Linked DNA regions of Mus musculus: all the other regions are linked to region 2. A link is a contact called in public Micro-C data. All regions are on one chromosome and are shown on one strand. The core of a region is the stretch at or near the end of the contact, and the rest is flanking DNA. Distances in the headings are between cores, read along the strand shown. Region 1 holds the start of Tmem132b (transmembrane protein 132B). Region 2 holds the start of Uncx (UNC homeobox). Region 3 overlaps Tbx3os1 (T-box 3, opposite strand 1).

Evidence for each region. Hi-C and Micro-C count contacts between places; a contact is called where the count stands out from the background.
Region 1: a contact with region 2 is called in a Micro-C map of embryonic stem cells, with 11 times the contacts expected there. The contact joins the promoter of Tmem132b here to the promoter of Uncx in region 2. A contact is called at or near these places in 1 of 39 promoter capture datasets (embryonic stem cells) and 2 of 484 Hi-C or Micro-C datasets (both in embryonic stem cells).
Region 3: a Micro-C map of embryonic stem cells shows a contact between it and region 2, with 31 times the contacts expected there. The contact joins the enhancer-like site here to the promoter of Uncx in region 2. A contact is called at or near these places in 2 of 39 promoter capture datasets (cranial neural crest and embryonic stem cells) and 4 of 484 Hi-C or Micro-C datasets (all in embryonic stem cells).

Annotation. Positions count from the first base shown.
Region 1 is chr5:125,531,084-125,534,815 of GRCm38.p6, reverse strand. Tmem132b (transmembrane protein 132B) reads right to left here and starts at 2,398. Exons shown (of 9, transcript NM_001190352.1): 1 at 2,126-2,398. The coding sequence starts at 2,186.
Region 2 is chr5:139,541,405-139,545,334 of GRCm38.p6, reverse strand. It overlaps Uncx (UNC homeobox), which reads right to left and starts at 1,437. Exons shown (of 3, transcript NM_013702.3): 1 at 1,056-1,437; 2 at 705-880. The coding sequence starts at 1,341.
Region 3 is chr5:119,658,940-119,662,566 of GRCm38.p6, reverse strand. All of the region lies in intron 1 of Tbx3os1 (T-box 3, opposite strand 1), which reads left to right. It overlaps Gm16064 (a long non-coding RNA gene), which reads right to left. Exons shown (of 2, transcript XR_878735.2): 2 at 3,305-3,550. Among named protein-coding and RNA genes, the nearest start is that of Tbx3, 10 kb to the left of the region's middle. Within about 2 kb of position 1,791, at least 6 of the 459 cell types and tissues checked have an H3K27ac peak or open chromatin away from gene starts, as enhancers often do. A contact at or near this core is called in embryonic stem cells, where this site is marked.

The DNA.
Region 1 (3,732 bases), core at 1,149-3,648, about 14 Mb after region 2:
CAGCATGAACAAACACGGTTTGAATGATGGGGCCCCCTAGTCGCTAAGCCGGAGGATTGGTGCTGACTCCAACCAAGTGCAATTCCGTATGCTTCAGCCCTCACGAAGCTCCAAGAAGTCCGCCCACCGCTCTCCTTCCCGGGGTAGCTGCCCACGCAGGAAGAGGGCACAGGCAACAGAACGTGTGCTATAGGAGCGCCTCCGTACAGCTGAACTCTTCAAGCCCCACTTCCAGGGTCTCAGCCACTCAATCTAAGGTTGGTCCAGAAACGATCTAGAAAATGCAGCCAGTTCTAGATGAAGCTGGTTAACTCCCAACCAACCAACCAACCAAGTGTAGGCAGCTCTTTCAGAAACATCACCCTTGTTTTGGAGCTAAATATAGGCTTAGCAAACTGTGTTTCTCTTTATGTCCCTGGTGGGAACCGATGGAAGGCATGGGCAACCGAGGACCCAAAGTATGGCAAGCTATGCAGCCGAGAGCTGCACTGACACCTCCTAGGAGGGCCGGGAATGAGTTCCCAGGGGTGGCACATCCTCTCTTCTACCACAAGCCTCCCAGAGCCATCCACGCACAGGCTCTTCTGTAGCTGGGTGGGGCTGGACAGGGTGAGGGGACTCGTTCTGGCACAAGGCAAGAAACAGGCAGCTTCCTCCTTCAAGGTTGCCCAGGATGGCTTTTTGAACACAGCCAGGCGAACGCTGACCCCCGTGGAGAGAGAAAATAGCCACAACACTGTAATTTGCAAGTCCGAGGGACTGTGCACTTTGGCAACCGCGTCTCAGAGCTTCCGCTCTGAGGAAATGGCCTGGACCCCCGTCAGTGCCCCTCTCCAACCCACAGGGGAGTTCCAAGAGCAAGCAGCTCGAGGTTGCTCATTAACGGCGCCAAGGAAGAGCCCTCCACTTGAGGACCAGAGCCATCCTCCAGTGGTGCAAACAAAGCCCAAGGCTGGCCACCATCTCTCCAAGGGGAAAGTCTTAGTAAATATTTGGGGTCACTTGAGGTCATCTAGAAGGAAGGCAATATTTACTTTTGCCTATGCACAGTCATCCTTCCAAACAAGTTGGCATCCAGGTTTACTCCTAAGTGCGACCTCACCCAGGCAGTCGGAGCCGCAAAGTTGAGGGTGCATTTTTCCTTCCGCGTTCTGGGTATCTGTACGGTCGGTTTTTGTTTTAAGGAATGGGAAGCGAAGCTCTCAGTCTAAAGCTACCTGCTCCCAAAACGTGGGCTTTAAAGGTCTGGAGAACACAGCCCTCATACGCACATGAACAGGGCTCGTGACTGTCGCTTCTTCCCAGCCTTTGGGATTGTCTCTACTTGCCTGGGGTGGGGGAGGGGGGTACTGTCATTTTAGGATAAGCTTCCTCTACAACCAACACGTAGCAACACCGAGGTGGCTGAACCTAGCCAACTCCATCCCAGGCTGCAAACAGCATATAACTGGCTATTCTGACTTCCCCCATTCGCGGGGTTTAGGCGACAGCTGCGCAGGTGCCAGTCTGGAGCCAGACTCCCGGATCCCGGGGCGAGGGCTCTGAACACCTTCACGTTAGACATCACTAGGTGCCTGAGCGGACCACGCTCCCGGGTCCTGCTAGACCACGTATGGGTCAGGGTGCTGGGACGACCCGCGCTTCCAGAGGGTGAGCGGCAGGGTCACCTGGCTGCCTGCGGAAGCTACTTTGGGAGACAGCGGGAGCCACTTGGGGGAGCGGGTAGCTTTGGGAGGCTGGAAACAGAGGGGCAACCAGGCGCGGGAAGGACTGCAGCCAAGCCAGACATGGCCAGCCCAGACGACCTCCAGGCCCCGCAGGTGTCCAGACAACAGGACAGCAATCCACGGACGCTGGGCCACTACATCTCCAGCAGACCCCGGGGCCCGGGTGCCAGGCAGCGTAAGGAGGGGTATTTCAGGGAGCCCTGCCTGTGGCTCCCGGAGCCCCAAAAGGATCCAAAGGGCAGCTGGGACTGGAGAGGAGGCAAAGGGGACGCGCGCGGGGTTTGGGCCGCCCGGGGCTCCCCAGACCCGCCAAGAGCAGGAGGCGGCGGCCGCCCGGGACTTGGGACCCAGGCAGCAACTTTGCGCGCGGGGTCGGGGAGGGGACGCGGCCGCGTTACCTGCGCAGCGGAGCGCGCTCAGCGCCAGCAGCAGCCCGAGCGACGCGGCCGGGGCCCGCATGGTCCTCCCGGGAGCCGGCGCCGGGCTCCGCTCGCTCCTGCGCCGCCGCCTCCCGCACCTCTCAGCTCCGCGCTCGGCCGCCGGCTGCAGACGGCGCCCGGGCTCAGCGCGCGCCCGCCCTGCACTTGGCCGGAGTTGCGCGGCCCCCGCCGGCGCCGCGGCTCCTGCGCCCCAGCGCGCGTCCCATCCCGCCGCCGCCTCGGCCAGCGCCAGCTGCCGGCCGCCCCTCCAGCCAGCGCGAGAGTGAGCGAGCCGAGCAGGGAGGAGGGGAGGGAGGAGGGAGGAGGAGGGGAGCAGCCAGGAGGGAGGAGGAGGGAGGAGGACAGGAAAGGAGGAGGAGGAGGGAGAAGGGGAAGGGAGGAGGAAGGAGGAGGGAGAGGAGGAGGAGGAATGGGGCTAGAAGAAGAGGGAGGAGGATGGAGTTAGGGAAGGAAGGAGATGAAAGGAGGAAAGGAAGGGGAGAAGAAGAGGAATAGGGAAGAGAGGAAGAGAGAGGAGGAACATACCCAGAGATGTTAAAGAATAGAAAAAGAGGAGGCAGGGAGGTGTCCTCCCCCCCCCCCAGTCCCCTCCCCTCCTCCGGGCCAAGACACCAGGCGGCCACCCAGCGGTTAAGCGTCAGGATGTGTCACTCACTCCCAGGGGAGAGCACAGGGCCGCCAAGGCCTGTGGAGACCCGAATAGGTAGTCGGGCAGGGACAGAGAGAGCGTTTAGAGTGCGGAGCGGGTTCCCAGGGAGTGTTGGGAGGGAGCGCAACGCTGGGCGTCCCCGGGGTTGAGAAGGCAAGCAAGCTACCGGAGAGGCCCGCAGAGGAGGCATCTGTGAGGGATAGATTGCTGCGCGCAGACTAGGGCACGTGATAGATGTGGTGTGGCCTGAGAGCCCGCAAGAGTATCTACCAGCCTCAGGCAGATCAGAGCGCTCTTTCTGTGCTAAGGAGTGGGGAGAGGAGGCACGGCTCCGCCACCAAGGCAGGTCGTCCGATATGTCCACGAAGTGGGCCAGGCTTCAGCCCGGCGTGGGAAGAGAGTCCCAGCTTACAGGGACCAAGAAACTACAGTCCCTTTGAATGCACAGCCTAGTCCAGGCGACAGGTTGAAACAGGGAAGCTCCGAGGTGCTTCTCTGAGAGGCCCTGGAAGTTCCCTTCACCAGGCTGCAAAGCCAGACAGAGGCTGTGGTGTCTAAACACCTGAATTAGAGTCTGGGTTCTGCTCAACCTGCCACCAGTTTCTGGTGTCCTGGCTTGGCGTAGAAAAATGGGTCAGAAGCCGGGAGTGGTGGCGCACGCCTTTAATCCGAGCCCTCGGGAGGCAGAGGCAGGCGGATTTCTGAGTTCGTGGCCAGCCTGCTCTACAAAGTGAGTTCCAGGACAGCCAGGGCTATACAGAGAAACCTTGTCTCGAAAAACCAAAAAAAAAAAAAAAAAAAAAAAAAGAAAAAGAAAAAGAAAAAGAAAAAGAAAGAGAGAGAGAGAAAGAAAGAAAGAAAGAAAGAAAGAAAGAAAGAAAGAAAGAAAGAAAGAAAGAAAGAAAGAAAGAAAGAA
Region 2 (3,930 bases), core at 188-2,687:
TTATGCAGACATTAATTCTGGAATTTTATTACGCCAAATTAACGCTGCTTTTTTTTTTTTTTTAATGAATACTGCTTCCTGACTCCTCATGAAATCGAATAACGAAGAGGTTGGGGAGGGAGGAATTTAATGGAGAAGAATCTTAAATTCAGATGCCCTTTTTTTTAAGCCCCCTCTTTTCCAATGTGTTAACCGCGAAAGTTTCCACCTACTCTCCCACAAATGCACCCCCCCAGCGGCTGTTTGTAAGACGATGGATAAATGCATGTTTCTATCTTAATATTTCACAAGCCAGAAATAAAGCAACAGATCTGTCAGCTTCGAGGATGGGAGAAAGCCTCTGTCAAGAGCGCCCAGGCCAGGGCCCACTTTGTCCCCTCCTGGAGGGCTTTTCGAGCCTCGGCAGCCTTTCCAGACTGTGCGCCGCGGCCGCAGCCAACCTACACCCGGCTTCCCCGAATCGAACGCAGTCACTGCAGTGGCTACTGGGGCGCCACCAGGATCTCTCCCCAATCACCTCGGCACTCTCAAGTTACTCACCTCCAGATGGGAGAAGGGGTTCAACCCTCATAATCCCCACCATGGCCAGCAGCGCGGAGCCTGAAACCACCTCCCCGCCACTTAGAACAAAGGTGGCCCTGCCTCACCGCGCTCTGCACGCCTAGTGCGGGATCTCGGACTCCTTGGGCGACACCAATCTTTACCTGAACTCGGGACTCGACCAGGTCCAGGCGCAGCGCCAGCGCCTCGCGCATAAACACGTCCGGGTAGTGGCTCTCATTGAACGCCTTCTCCAGCTCCTCCAGCTGCCAGCCGGTAAAGTTGGTGCGGGTGCGTCTCCGTTTGCAGCCGGGGCTCTCCTTGTCTGGATCCCCCGAGTCTGCGGGCATGCACAGGACGCTGCAAGGCTCAGCCACCTGGCAGATGCTTGTCCCGCTTGCACCCACCTCGGGTGCGGGGTGCACGGAGGAGTGGGTCGCTATTCTCCGACGGCCTGGTGCACCCCACCCCGAGGCCCCCCGTTGTGTTTCCCCGTGTCCCCGCCTCCAGCCTACCTGCAAGCTTGAAGGGCTGGCTTTCGCCGGCCACCCCGCAGGCAGCCGGCAGCAGCGGCGTGGGGTTGACCACCGAGGCGGCGGCTGCAGCGCACGAGCCGCTGAGCAGGCCGTCGATGGAGAAGGGCACCGAGGCCGCGGCAGCGGCGGCGGCGGCCGACTGCAGCTGGTGACCGGCCAGCTCGTACACGTGGTGGTGGCCCAGCGGGTAGGGGAAGCCCACCACGCCGCCCAGCGAGCCCCCGAACTGGGCATGCGGGTGCTCCAGGAGGCGACCGTCCATCATCTCGCGCGCGGGGCTGGCGGGGCGCGGGGGCGCGGACGGCGGCGGGGACAGGGGCCCGGAGCCCTACACATGCTTCGGCCCGCGCTCCGCCGCTTTACTTTATCAACATCAAGCTCTCGATAATTAGCCGCGGCCCGGGGAATTTGGGACCAATAAGAAGCGCTAATCGGCTCTGACGTCAGAGGCGTGCTGGGTGCAAGGAAACGTTTTCCATATCGATTGCTAATTATACCTGACACGCACCTCCATAAACAGTATCAGGAGCTGTCACAACAAGACGGGGTGGGGAGGGAGGGGCACCGCCGCGCTCGGCCGGCCGGGGGCCCCCGGCGAGCCCCCCACTCCTGCTCCCCGCCGCTCCCGCCCCTCGCCTCCTTCTAATAGATTTCCCTTTAAAACATTCGCCGGCGTGTTGTGGGGATTTTTCACCAGAAATGCTGTACTCTCTGAACCTTTAAAGTGATGTTGCTCCAATTACAGAGAGACATTGAGCGGCAAATAGACTGATCCAATAATGGGAGATTCATCATCCGCTCTTTCCGAAACTGTCACATTGAATTTAAAACTACAAGGGCTTCTCTACCAGCGGCCTCTCCCGGGCTGCGGGCTGCCGCGAGCGGCGGAGGGAGGAGGAGGGGGAGGAAGAGAGGAGGAGAGGAAGGGGAGAGAAGTGTCCCGACGAACTGGAAGACCAAGGGGAAGAAAGAGGAGGAAGAACAAGCCCAGGAGGGAGGGGGAGAAAGGAAAGGTTTGGGGGAGGAGGAGTGCAGAAAGAGAAAGGGAGGAAGGAGAGGAAGTGGATGGAGAGGAGGAAAGGATGGAGGGGAGGGGAGAAGAAGAAAGGGAGGAGAATGGAGGAGGAAGGAGAAGAAGTAATGGGGGAGAAAGGAAGGAGAGAGGAGTGGAACCAGAAGCGATGGAAGGACAGAGAGAAGCGAGAAGAGGAGAAGAGAAAGCGGGGAGGATAAAGAGAAGGGAGAATGAAAACGGAGAGTGGAGAGAAGGGGAGGAAGGAGGGGAACAAGGCAGAAAAAGAGAAGAAAGGGAGGGAAGTGGGACTAGATGGACGGAGAGACCAGAATGAAAGGGGGAGGGGAGAAAGGGAGAGGAGAGGAGGGGAAGGGGGGGAGAGAAGAACCTCCAAACAGTGATCCAGCCAAATGCGGCCCCCACCTATAAGGAGTCTAACCCGACGCCCTCCTCCTTGATTGGCAGTTACCCCATCAATATAGACAGGGTGGTGGCAGCTGGGGCACCCTAACCCCACTTAACTCCCACACATATGGGTCCTGGATGCCAGCCCAGAGGAGGAGGGAGCATGGAAGGAGGAAGGACAATGGTAACTTCAGGATAGTGACCAATGGCCCACGCATCCCTTCAAATAAATAAATAAATAAATAAATAAATAAATAAATCTCCCTCTGAGTCAGCTCTGAAGAATGGGTTGGAGGCACTAACCCATCTATTATAATTAAATTATGTTCGCAGTGAGATGCCATTCCCTTCTCCACTGTAAAATATTGATAGTCTCAAAAACTAAATCATTAGGGGACATATCCTTAAATAAGCCGCAAGCACGGACTGTGAGCAGAGGTGGACGCAGCCAGGATGGATGGGGATGGAGGATGGGGATGGGGGATGAGGGATAGGGATGGGGGATGGGGGAGGGGGATGGGGGATGGGGATGGGGGATGGGGATGTATCCTTTGTAAAAGCAAGTTTGTCACTGGAGAGATGGCTTTTTGCTGACTCTAAATTTGTAGGCAAAGTACTCTGACCGCCTGCCCCAGAAGGAAGCCTGATCATCACAACCCCAGGGCACAGTGACAAGTTTGCTTTGGCAAAAGTAAGGCCTAAGCAGGAAGAAATGGGACAGGCCAGAATGGTGTGTGCCATGTCTCTCTCTCTCTCTCTCTCTCTCTCTCTCTCTCTCTCTCTCTCTCTCTCTCTCTCTGTGTGTGTGTGTGTGTGTGTGTGTGTGTGTGCCCTGACCCACTGAGCTGGCAGAGAGGGAACCAGACTGCCCTTGGGGTGGTTCCCCCAACACTCATGTCCGGGCCTGGACCCCAGCCGGACTACAATCGGGCCTCGCTTCTAATCTACAGTGACTGGACTACCAAATTGGACTTAATTACTCCCTCCCTCTGTCTCTGAAGGAGCGGGGAATGTACAGAGTTGGAGACAGGCCTGGAGGTGGGGGGACCCCTCTCCCCGTGACACTAGAAGGGCGCTGCAAGGGTTAATCCCGAGGTCAAGGGCCAAGAGCACTACTTTTCGCTATAATTTAATTTCTTTCGCTATAAATACTACACGTAAACGCTGCCCATCCGGCTCGATTTTGCCCGTGGCCACTGCCGCCTGCTTTTCTGTCGCACTCGCGATCTGGAATGCGCCCGGCGCGTGCTTCGGAATACAGAGCTGTGATCAATCCAGCCCGAGGGGAGGGCAGCAGAGGGGGCGGGCGCCGGCCCCGCTCCTCGCCCATCTCTCTTTATTATAATGAATTAATTCGACTTTATTTATCCCATTTTCTGGAGCTGACAGAATGTTAATTTGAGTTGAAATTTCGCTCGCCTCTCACTCTCTGAC
Region 3 (3,627 bases), core at 542-3,041, about 20 Mb after region 2:
AGCTTGGGTTTGGGGGAAGGTTTGGAGAAGGGGGCAGGGATAGCCTCTGAGTTGGGTGGGGGTGGGGCTGGGGGAATTGTCTTTTTTTTTTTTTTTTTCCAGCTAGGCCTTGATGGGGGTGCGGGAGGTGCATTATTAAACCCAGACGCGCGCGCGGTCCAGGAGTTGGGGGCCATGAGGAAAAGATTTACAATTAAACCAATTGGGGCCGAATACAACCATCCAAAGTTCGCAGGTGTAAATATCACCTCGGATTTTTTTCTTTTTCTTTTTTCTTTTTCCTTTTCATTCTAAGTGGCTTCCCCCACCCCCGCCCCTGCCCTGCACACACTGTGGTCTTTTTGAAAGCAGGAGGAAGAGGAGGAAACACGGTCCAGTGGAGTTAAGATTTTTCTATTAGACAAGTTAAAATATGATGGATTTTTTTCACTTTTATGTTCGTGCATTCATGTCCTGAGTAACCCAGACAGGCTTCTCTGTTTCATTTCTCCATCTAGAATTTAAGAATTGTTGAAGTCGGTGAAAGGCATTTTTGCTGTAGACTATGATGTTTTTAAAGGACTAGAATAGATTTGTGTGCTCGTGTGCATGTATGTGTATGTATAACAGATATTAGAGTGAAAGAATTTTTTAAAAAGTATCTATCTATCTATCTATCTATCTATCTATCTATCTATCTATCTATCTATCTAATATAGTCTTTCTAGCAGGAATGAAGGGGGCAGGGAACTGGGATCAAGAGAGTTCTTGGTTGGGATATCAGAAGACAGGCTTCAGATTCAAATCTAGAGCAGTTGGTCTGGCTCTCGGTCTGGACTCTGAAGATCTGAACATCAAGAGTAGATCCGCCTAATGCCTGCGGAGTTTACTACGACGCGCTTCGGTGCAACTGGGAGCTTGTGTTCCATTGAGCTATTTAAACGTCAGAGAATATCACATCTGTATTTCTCAAATGTTCTTTGTGGGCATGGGTGTATACATATGGGCTTTCTAAGTAGCCCAGAATATGAAATTAAATCTCTGATTAAAAAACTCATTGCAATCGCACCCCACGGGCACACGCCTATTTGATCCATATAGACAGAGTTAAATTAACGCTGTAACTACACACTTACCCTCTCTTGGAGCAATAAAGTCTGTCTGTTACAAATTACCAGGGAATTGGAGAATATGCCCTTCTTGCCGACATTCAGTGTTTTTAAGTCTCCCACTAACCCGCTCAATAATATATGTAATGTGTGTGTGCCTAGGCACGTTTCCAAAAAAATTAGCGATAACATCCCTCATGTATGAAAGTAGTGTTTTCCCGCCTTTGCTTTCAGGATTAGGTGCAGGGAGAAGCTTTGGGGAAGCGCCTGAGCAGGGGGATGAAGTTTTCCCAAATCTGCTTGCAAGTAAGGGCAGAGCGTCTAGGCAGGAGCCCGACTTCAGCCAGTATAAGGTCATGGGTGCTACAATTAGGAAGACAGGACTTAACATGTCTGCCGTGCCGGGAGCTGCAAGCGTCACCCAGCACAGGTTGAACCCTCAATCTGCCACAGGGAAGTCTCCGGGGAGTGGTGTTGCAAATACTCCCCCCCCCACCCCAACCTCTCTTTTGAACCATTCCCTGCCAGTTGTGTGTAAATAATAGGGTTGAACCCCATCAACCCTAGGCAGAGCGAGGACAGACAGGGATACCTTACTTTGAGGATGAAGAGATGGGGAGGAACTGCTGGGCACTAGGGAACCCCTCCACTTTTTGCTCCCGAAGAGGCTCTGGGGACCACCGAAGAAGGTGCCTTTGCCGTGGCGCCCGCTGGATGGCGCTGGGGAAAACATGGCGTGCGGAGCCAGGTTCTCCGTGTGCCTCCCGTAGACTGAGAGAATCTCTGGGGACACATTAGGTTGTGGAAAAAGGCTTCGCTTTTGAGCCTCACCCTCAGCAGTTGCAGAGGCCAAAGCTAGGAAGGCCAGGGAGGAAGAGGGTCATTTAATGAGTGACAGATCTGGAAAGTGAATCCTCTGGGGAGGCTGGAAAAGACCAGGATTCATCACCGACTCAGGAGGCCACCGGGAAATGCTCTGAGACTCCACCTGTTCTAGTTCCATGCTAGTTGAATGGTGGTGGTGGTGGTGGTGGTGGTGGTGGTGGTGGTGGTGGTGGTGGTGGTGGTGGTGGTGGTGGTGGGAGAATACCTCAAGAGCCAAGGTGCCAAAAGGCACTTGGTTTCCCAAATCCCATAGCACTGCGCCCCTTTTTGCAAAGTTTGTTTCTCCCATCCTTCCTCACGCTCCCCTCCCCTCCGCTGGGCAGAAGTGAGGGACTCACATGAGGCATGCTAGGAAATGGGAGGGAAAGGGGTGGGGGTGGGGGTGGACGCTGGACTGGGAACATCCATTCCAGAATTCAGGATTCCTACTTTTAAGGGGTCCAGGATATCTTGGGGTCTGGACAGTACGGGTTGTCAGATGGCTTCAGTGGTCCTAGAAGAGACTCCATCAAAGTCATTAAAACTTCAGACTATAGGCTGGAGAGATGGCTCAGTGGCTAAGAGCAATTGTTGCTCTTGCAAAGGACGCAGGTTGAGTTCCCAGAACCCTACATGATGGCTAACAATGGTTTTGTTCTAGGGGATAAGACTCTTTTGTGGGCGCCCCTAAATACATGCAGGCAAGGCACTCATAGGCATAAAATAAACAAGTAAATAAATATTTTTAAAACAACTTTAAACCTCAGGCTAAAAGTGGCTCTTGTCATCCCAACACTCAGCAAACAGGGTCAGGAGGACCCTTGCAAGATCTTGGTTTGCCTGGTCTACACAGGGACTTTGAAGCCAGGCAGGGCTACACATCAAGATTTTGTCACAAAACCAATGCAAGAGAGAAGCTTGGTCTACCACATTGGAAGACTTCAAACACGTGCTAGGACTTGATTTACAGAGCAGGAGAGGGAGGGAGGGAGGGAGGGAGGGAGGGAGAGAGAGAGAGAGAGAGAGAGAGAGAGAGAGAGAGAGAGAGAGAGAGAGAGAGAGAGAGAGAGAGAGAGACTGTCTCACTCACTCACAGAGCTTCTGTGGTCTGGGAGTGGCAGGGAGGGAGACCTGGCTTTCCTATCAGTTTTATCAGAGCCAGGTTTTTAGAAAGTAGTCATTCGAGGATGAAAAGAATGTCAAAGAAGACACAGAGACTAAAAGGGGAATACTCATTTGGGCTGCCTGTGGTGGTACATGCTGCTGAGGCAGGAGGATTACAGCAAGTTGGAGACCTGCTTGGGCACTATAGCAAGAATAAGCAACAACAACAACACAACAAAAGAATTGTGTCTAGTTCCAAAAATACATTTTAAGGGAATTAGTGCTTCTCCAAATGGATTCTAATGTGCAAAACAAGTCCAGGAAAAACAAACCTATTTTGAGATGATAGAAATGAAGCTTGGTGTAAGTGCTGGAAAACCCGGGTTTCCACAAGTGTTTGCTGAGTACATTCTAACTCCCGAACACTGCACACCATTCTGGAAGCTCATGGGAGGAAGGGTTCCTTCCAGGTTGGCCGTCCTGAGTTTTCTTTGCTGGGGTTAAAAAAGAATACATTTTAGCCCATTTTGAAGACAAGAAAACAGAAGATCTAGGAAGCAGGGGGTGGAAG